Linked DNA regions of Sus scrofa: region 1 is linked to region 2. A link is a contact called in public HiChIP or PLAC-seq data. All regions are on one chromosome and are shown on one strand. Each heading gives the region's core, a stretch centred on a gene start, on an enhancer-like site or on the middle of the called end of the contact. The rest is flanking DNA. Distances are from core to core; before and after follow the strand shown.

Region 1 (4,170 bases), core at 1,008-3,507, 310 kb after region 2:
ATTATTCTGTTTGTCTAGGTCCTGGCATCTGGTATTCTGTCTGTTCTAGGTGCTGAGCACAGGGCTAAGCATACTTTGATGAATAAAACACACCATTCTCTGAAACCTGTCTGAGGTTTTCCTTGTGCTGAATTCCCTGTGTACGTCTAATGAATACAATGCCATTTCGGATTAAATGGCTCTCTTATTATTTATTTTTTTTCCTGCGCGTTCCTTATGAGTTGCTAAATCGATGAAAAGCTTGTGGAAAAATTTGCACTGATAACATTCACAAAGAAAAGGCATCCCTGGACAGCTGAAGAGACTCTGAGGCTCTGGAAAATGTTAGGGGACACCCGTCCTAACGTTTAGGGTCATGGACGGCTGAGTGGAGGAGGAGATGACATTTAAACCTGAGTAGGATGCACGGGAGGTAGCTTATCCTGTGTCCCTCATGTGCAGGGGACAATATGCAATGGCATGATTTAAGTGGTCAAATTGTGCTTTGGATGTGAAAGTCTATAAACTCAGAGTGTGCTGGTCTTTCTGGGGACTTCACAGGGCTGGCAAAGTACTGTGAGATAGATGAGAGATGGTGAGCACTGGAGCAGCATCCCTGGCAGAGGCAGCCTTCAACCACGGGCTCCTTTAGAGCCTGAAAGGGGGGCAGTGACCCTGCAGGCTGAGATACAGCCTGAACTAAGACCCAGGGATCCACAGTCACGTTTTATGGGCCTGCCAAGAACAGGGATTTCTGCTCCAAGGTAAAGGAGAAGCAAATTTGCCCAATGAGGCATTGGAGTGGCTAAAACAGGATCACAAACCAACTGGTCATTTCTTTCCTTTTTTTTTTTTTTTTTTTTTGGCTGTGCCCACAGCAGCTATCCATTCCTGGAACACAAAATTATTTATCATGCCCAAATGTCAATTTTCTTGCATTGCTGAATATACTTCCTGCACCTTTCCATTCTCTCTCATGAATAATCATACAGCACTGACATCTTTTATATCCAAGTTTGCAGCTCAGTAGACCAAGAAAGTTGTACAAAGAACAATGAGCTAAATACGGAAATAGCATTGATCCTATCTTTATCTACCTCGTCATCTACTTGGGTCTCAGACACATTATCATCATGATCATTTTATTTCTCTTATATTTCCTTTTTGCTGCTCTTCTTTAAGTTCTTTACGTTTCAAGCACTGTGGTAAGTGCTTTACAAACTGTAAGACAAAAAGGGATTTCCGTATAGCGTCCCTTCCCTCTTCTTCCAGAAATCTGTTTTTCTGTTTGAAGGCCAGCCCTCCCTCTTTTTAACCCCTTGCATCCACACCACTGCCTGTAGGCTTTGCAGTTGGTAGTGTCATGGCCTGGATGGGTCCACGGGGACTGGTCACAGGTGGGCATGTCCCCCCAGGTGGACGGAGCCATGACCTGAGTCTCCCCAGGCCAAGACTTTTGCTAGAGTTTTTGGAGAAGAGCAGCTCTCCTTCCAGTGAGGTCACTAGATGTAACAGCCATTTAAACCTGGAGCTGACCAGGAGCCCCTGCTCCCTGCTCTCATTCCCTGACCTACCTGAGAATGAAGTCAGCACACAGGAAGGCGGTCCCAAGAGCTGGAGAGGTAGCAAGAGCATTCTCAAGTCATGAAATTCTGAAACCAGCCTTTTCTGAAGGGAGCATTCTGCTGGGCCTTTCTATTATGTGGCCCAAGAGATTCCCATTTGTCCTTATTAAACTCATTGTATTCGGGCTTTTGTTCTTGGCCATTGGAAAGGGCACAGATCTTACAGGGGTTTTTTTAAATTTTTTTACTAAAAAATCTCCTGTTCTTAAACACCAGTGTCTCCAAGGAAATGTACTGGTGACATAATATGAGTAAATTTAATACAGAATCGTTCTCCACTTGCCCCCAAATTTGGGGAGCTTCTCTTTAAAGAAAAATAGGTTAGCATGGCAGCTTAGCTGAATCCACAGGAAAGCAAGCCCCAGATTTTCTTGTGGACAGGCCTGTAATAGAAGAGGAACAGCTGTGAGGGGGTAGGGGGCTGGAGAGCTGTGAGGGGTACTCTGCACTCCTGCTAGAATTCTCCCAGCCCTCACAGGGGTGAAGATGGGCTTGCGGCTCTCTTCGCAGCCCAAGCCACAGCCACCGAAGGACCCTGGCTCTTCTCATTTGAAACTGGTAAGCCAGCTCTTTTCACCACCAGATGAGAAGGCTTCTTCTGGTACAAAAAGTTTTGCTTAATTACAGGGAGGCTTGAAATTGATGAAATGGCCCCCTCCGGTGGTTAGAACAGCTGCTGTCCTCTCCTTCTTCAAGAAGCTTCCTGCAGGTAAGAAACCTAAGATGAACCTTAGCGAATTCATTTGTCCAGTCCACCGTCCCCTCATATTTACCCTGTTGGTAAAAACTGCACAAACTAGCCTGCAGTGACAACACTACAACTTAGCATCGTTCAAGAAATCTCAGTTTGAATGACTCCTAAATGTTGGGATGGAGTTCCCTATGTTCTGGGAGTGTTAATATCACCCTCCTTTACAAAGGAGGCTCATGACATAAGTTTTGCAAGAGTCTATATTAAATAAAACCCAACAACCCTAACATGGTAGATTAATTTATCTATGTTTAGTCTCTTTCCTGGAGAAGGGCAAGATTAAAATGGAAGTTCTATAGCAGAAGATCCAAAAAAAAAAAAAAAAAAATGCAGGCTGCTTGAAGTTCCTGAACATTTGGCCTAAATACTTCCTGGCTTGTTTTGAAATCAGCTGATGCAAATGACAAGTTATAAATAATCAGAGAAGCAGAGTGCCCTGCCCTGGAGAGAGATGACCTTCGTGTACCCTGAACATCTGTTCCAGTGTTCTCTAGTGGATGCCACCTGAAATCAGAACAGAACTTACTATGAATGTCAAGAATGATTCCCTTCTTTCTTTCTCAAATTCCATGGGACTTAAAGTGATTCCACAGTGATTGAATGAACCTTTCAAATAATTTCAGAAATATTTTACCTTTTCATTTTGCTGTCAGAGTGTCAGGCTTAATGCCTATAAAATTACTTATTTAGTGTGAAAAATAACTTTGTAGTTGTCACTACAGTGTTGAGTTCTTGATGTTTAAATCCCTTTCTAGTTCCAAAATTTTGATTGACATATACTGTTAATGGGAAAGATACAACTCATACCAAATAGATACCGTGAATCTTCTCTTTTTGAATGTTCCTCTGCTTTTGAGATGCCCAATTCCCCTTGTATTCCTGTCCCCTCTTTTTCTGCTGACCCTTCATCTTCAACAAATGCCTTAGGAAACACTCTTAATCCCAGTGTCCTGCCTGTCCTTGGTTCTCTTCTACTTTTTTTTTTTTTTTTTTTTTTTTTGCCTCACTCATGGCATGTGGAAATTTCTGGGCTAGGGATTGAACCCACACCACAGCAGTGACATGAACCACTGCGGTGACAATGCTGGATCCTAAACCTGTTGTGCCACAAGGGAACTCCTATTTTTTTTTTTAAAATACATACCCTCTCTGTGCAATTTCATCCAACTTTTTGACTCTACTTAACTACCCATTCATTATAGTTTCCTAAACTAATATTGCTATTAAATCTCTAGAACTGAGACCTGACCTCTAGACTTATACATAACACTGACTGCCAAACATCTATCTGAATGTCCCATAGGGATTCAAATTTGATAGACATAGTAATTTAATATGGTAAAACAGAACTTACTCTGTTTCCTCCCAGAACCTAGTTTGAGTTCATTTCATGGCATCAAAAATCCTTTTTCTGGGAATCATACCAGAATCATTCTTTCTCCTTCTCTTTCCTTAACTAATCAGTTGCCTTATACTAGATTATCTTTGATGTTTTTGGTATTTGTCTTCTTACTACCCCACTAATGTTGTGTCATTTATGCATTTTCATCTCTTACCTGAACTACTTCAAGAGATTCTCCTTTCAACTCAACCTACACATTACAAGAGTTACTTTTCCAAAATGCAAGCTAGGTCATGTTTCTCTCCTTTGAACACCCTGCAGGAGTTTTCATTTCATAAGCAAACTTTTAAATTCCTCGGTGTAACAGGCAAGATCCTCCACATCTGGCTTATAACTGCCTCTCTGTATCGATACTCTGTTGCTACAACAGTGCTCTATAACAAACAACCACAGAATCTCAGAGATGTACTTAG
Region 2 (4,093 bases), core at 462-2,961:
CACTTGACAAGTAGCCTGCCAGCTGGTGTTATATTCTTCTTAAGCCAATTCTAAATAGTCAGTGTATGTCTCATCTTCAGATATACAAATAACTTGCTTCTTCAGCATCTTTCAGACAAAAGTTTCAGCATGATTATGCCTAAAACTATTCATCAGTATTCTGTTATCCTTAAACCAACCACCAGTGCTAAAATTATTAAAAGACAACATGCTACTCCATGCTGTATTTGTTGAATTGTTTAGAGTAGTACTATGCCTAGAAGTTATTTACTCCAACGCAGGAGATCACCACACACACACACACACACACACACACACACACACACACACCCCCATCATCCTCAAAAGAACAGCTAGCTTGATGCCTGGGTGTCTAATCCTCCATCACTGACAAAAGACAGTAGAAAACAAAAATGAACCCTGCAGGCATCTGATTCATACTTACTAGTTTTTGAAACGTCAGCGGTTTCAAACAATAGATCTGTCTACGTTGACTTGAAGAAGTCAATTTATTTCTAAAGTATTTATGGTTCAAGTTTCCCTCTGTTAAACCCTCAATCTGATACAGCCTAATGCCTTCCTACCATCAAGAGCTTACAACCCGAGTCGCTTTGCAAGATGTGCAGAAAGACAGAAAAAGAGCAAACCTCTCTGACGATTTCGTTTGCAAAAAGTGGCGAGTCCCCCAGAGTGACTGTCTGGAGAGCCCTGCAGCCCCGGGCCTTCATCCCCGCGGGGCCCGGCCCGAGCCCACTACCGAAGGCTGCGAGGCGAGGCGCCCAGCGTCTGCACACCCCCGCCCGGGATTGGCCGGCCCCGCAGTCATTCAGCGCCGACACGTCAGGGGCAGCCGCTCCCTCCATCCTCCCGCCCCCTTCTCCCCGCGCTTGGCAAGAAGAGCGGGCAACGTGGAGCGGGAACAAAGGACCCCGCGGCCCACGGCGATTAGGGGTGCCACCCTACCCCAGGCCCGGGGCACCGATGGGGGTCCCTAGGCCAGCTCCCTGCCCGTACGCGCCGGGTCCTGGGAGGGCTCCGGAATAGAGTCCAGCCCTCGGGCAGACTCCTACACTGGGCGTCAGTCAGTTCATGACAGTAGAACGGAGATTCCCAAGCCCACCTTCCGGGTGGTCACCCCTGGCCAGCGGCGGCTAATCCCAGGTTTCCGCGGTCCCCACGAGCAAAAGCTTCTCTTTCCTCCCGCCCGACTCCCCGGCCACAGCGCTCTCCGGGGCGGCCCACACCCCGCCCTCGCCCGCCAGCGCGACCCAGCAACCACCGCAGCGCCGACTCCTCGCCCCTCGAGAGGGGGGCGGCGGCGGCTGGGGGCATCCTCCCCGGGACCCGGACACCGCGCCGCGCTACCTCCGGCTCCGAGCCCGGTCCCGCCCTCCTCCCCCGCCGTCGGCGGGAGCAGCGCGCATTACCTGGTTCATCTCTGAAGAGATGGAAAAACTCATCTCTGGAGCTTCAACGGGGAGCAGGAGGAAGCGAGCGGGACTCGGCCCAACGGAAAGCGCCTCGAGGCCGCGGCGGGGGGAGCGATCGAGCGGGGGAGACGGGCCACAGTCCGCGAAGGCTGCGAGGAGGGCGAGAGACGCCGGGGACTCGCGGGGACTCGCTCGCTCGCCGGCACAGCAGCGGAGAAGCCGCAGGGAGAGACACTGCGCCCAGCAGCTCGCAGCGACCGTCCTCCACGCGCGCCCGGGACACACTGCCGCCGCCACCCGCTCGCGCCGCACCCCCTCGCACGTCACCACGTGCGCCGCCGCAGCCGCCGCCGCCGCCGCCGCCAGCGCCTCCCGGGTGCTTCCGGTCCGAAGGCGTCGGCGAATGAGCGGCGAGCCCAGCCTTACTGCGCTCGGGGCCCCGCCCCTCTGGCCCCGCCCCCCTCTGGCCCCGCCCCGCCCCCGCCCTTCTCCCGCACCCGGCTCGGTTCCGTCCTGCGCGGTTCAACTAGGTCAGCGCAAGGTGATCCCTGGAAAGGGGGTGCTCCGAGCGCGCCGCTGGTCGCGTTCTCCCTCCTTCCGTCGCCCCGCACCCCCGCTTTGCCCTTTCGGACCGTCTGAGAACTGGTTCCCTCCGGCCACCCTCACCTGTTCTGCCATCCCCTGGAGGCACAATAGCCTGAGAGATTAGATGTGAGAGATTAGATTTCTCCGCGTTAAATATACATCTGGGCAACCGCCCTAGACTGGAGCTGGCCGCAGTGGACCTAAGAGTCTGTGGCTGCCCGTCGCCCTTATCTCTGGAGGAGGGTGATGGTGTGCGGGGGGGAGGCGTGGTGACTGAGGAGGAACAGAGGCGCGTTGACAGAAGGTTGAGAGGCTTCAGTAACTCAGAGAAAACAGCTAGAGAGGTCGGAGAAGGCATGTTTATGTCACTGTTGCTGTGAAAACCTGTTTACTTCTGCTTTTCGTCCCTGGGATTTGTTTTGTCTGGGTGCAGTTTTCCTCTCAGAGACTGAGTCAGTCCTCTGCTGGATCTGCCCTCTTGGAAAAAAAGAAAATCACATTGAGAACAGATAGCAACCCTCATTACCCACCACCACCACCACCACCACCACCCCTCACCCGGAAAGGCAGACCTTTAACGGGACGCGTGATATGTACCAGGCTCTGACAGCAACTTCAGACCGCTCTGAAGGGCACACTGGAAGGTTTTCTAGATTGAAGGTGAAGGGATTTAGTGAAGTAAATTTGTTTAGATTTTGGCAGAGGCTTCTAAGCTAATGTCCTGTTAGCACATCTTGATTTGATAAGGGCACTTACACCTGCCGGGTCTAATCTTGTTTGCATTGGATCCCTCTGCTTAATTAGTAGGAGCTCTTGTCATTGCTTCCTACCATTCTTTAGAAATGATAAGGAACGTGTGCTTACGGGAGCAGGAAAAATGTTGGGGCCCTTTACCTGCCTGAAGCTCTACAACTTTTTATTGTAAAATATTGAGACAAGGAGATTTGTGTTTGGTTTTGCTTCCAGTTCCATCGAGAGAGGCAACAGGATTTACCATGTCTACTGTTATGATCTTATATCTTCCTTAAGGAGAAAAAGACTGACATTTGCCATTGAACTCTTGTTTTTGTCTTCTGATAACTGATAGCAGTGTTTACTTTTATTGCAAATGGAACTATTAGAGTGCATACCTTTTAAGTTCTTTTAATAACATGGGCGTCATCCTTCCAGAGAGAAAGTATGAACTGCCCACTTCAGGTAGGCACATGACTTTGTGGCCTGCTGGACACGTGGTCCCACGTGCTGTACTCTAAATAGTACCTTTGTGACCTGACACAGTCAACACTTTCTTAAAGCTACAGCGTGATCAGTCAAGACATTTTTCCCTTGTATGGAATTTCACATTTGCATATTACTTTTTCTATAAGTAAGGACATAATACATTCTATTTGTCTTGCAGGTAACTCCAGATTTAAATCCATCTATTCAATTACTATATAATCCAGATGAAAATTTGACAATGGAACATCCTGGGCAATTTCAACCTGGTAAAGTAACAAAGTATAATACTTCACTCAGTATTTTAATTAGACAAGCTGTATTTGGACAATGCTTAATAAAAATAAAAACTATCAATTCCTTTTCTACGTTAGGCACTGAGAAAGATGTATTAGGAATTGGTGCCAACCTTTAGTCTTTGCATTTTCCTTTCTGATCCTCCTTCAGATATTGTCCCAGTCCTAAACTCTGGCTTGTATTTTACTCTTTATGTATTCATGTTTAGGGCTGCTGTAACAAAGTATCACAAACTGAGTGGCTTAAACAATAGGAATTTCTTGTCTCACAATTTGTACTTCTAAAATATAAGGTCAAGGGAGTCTGTAAGGCCCTGACTCCACCGCACCCTCCCCCACCTCCACTTCCCCCCCCCCCACCCAATTCTACCCCTAGCCTGGGAACCTCCATATGCTTCATGTGAAGACCTAAAAAGAAAAAGAAAATATTTTTAGGGTACATTAATAAAATGCCTTAAGAGCAGAAATAAGAAAATGGCAGTGTCATAAAAGTCATGAGAAGCACAGAGAAAAATCATAAAACTTCCATTGAAATAGGTCATTGGGAATTGTTATGTGTTTCAA

Evidence for each region. HiChIP or PLAC-seq counts read pairs in DNA pulled down with a chosen protein or histone mark.
Region 1: an H3K27ac HiChIP or PLAC-seq map of skeletal muscle shows a contact between it and region 2, with 6 times the contacts expected there. The contact joins the enhancer-like site here to the promoter of IVNS1ABP in region 2. A contact is called at or near these places in 1 of 5 promoter capture datasets (liver), 3 of 47 Hi-C or Micro-C datasets (alveolar macrophages, embryonic fibroblasts and mesenchymal stem cells) and 1 of 2 datasets of contacts at active chromatin or transcription factors (skeletal muscle).

What each region holds. Positions count from the first base shown.
Region 1 is chr9:126,786,379-126,790,548 of Sscrofa11.1, forward strand. LOC102159064 (a long non-coding RNA gene) reads left to right here. Exons shown (of 2, transcript XR_305715.3): 2 at 1-2,683. Among named protein-coding and RNA genes, the nearest start is that of HMCN1, 62 kb to the right of the region's middle. Within about 2 kb of position 2,258, at least 8 of the 83 cell types and tissues checked have an H3K27ac peak or open chromatin away from gene starts, as enhancers often do. A contact at or near this core is called in liver and skeletal muscle, where this site is marked.
Region 2 is chr9:126,477,872-126,481,964 of Sscrofa11.1, forward strand. It overlaps IVNS1ABP (influenza virus NS1A binding protein), which reads right to left and starts at 1,712. Exons shown (of 15, transcript NM_001161649.1): 1 at 1,428-1,712.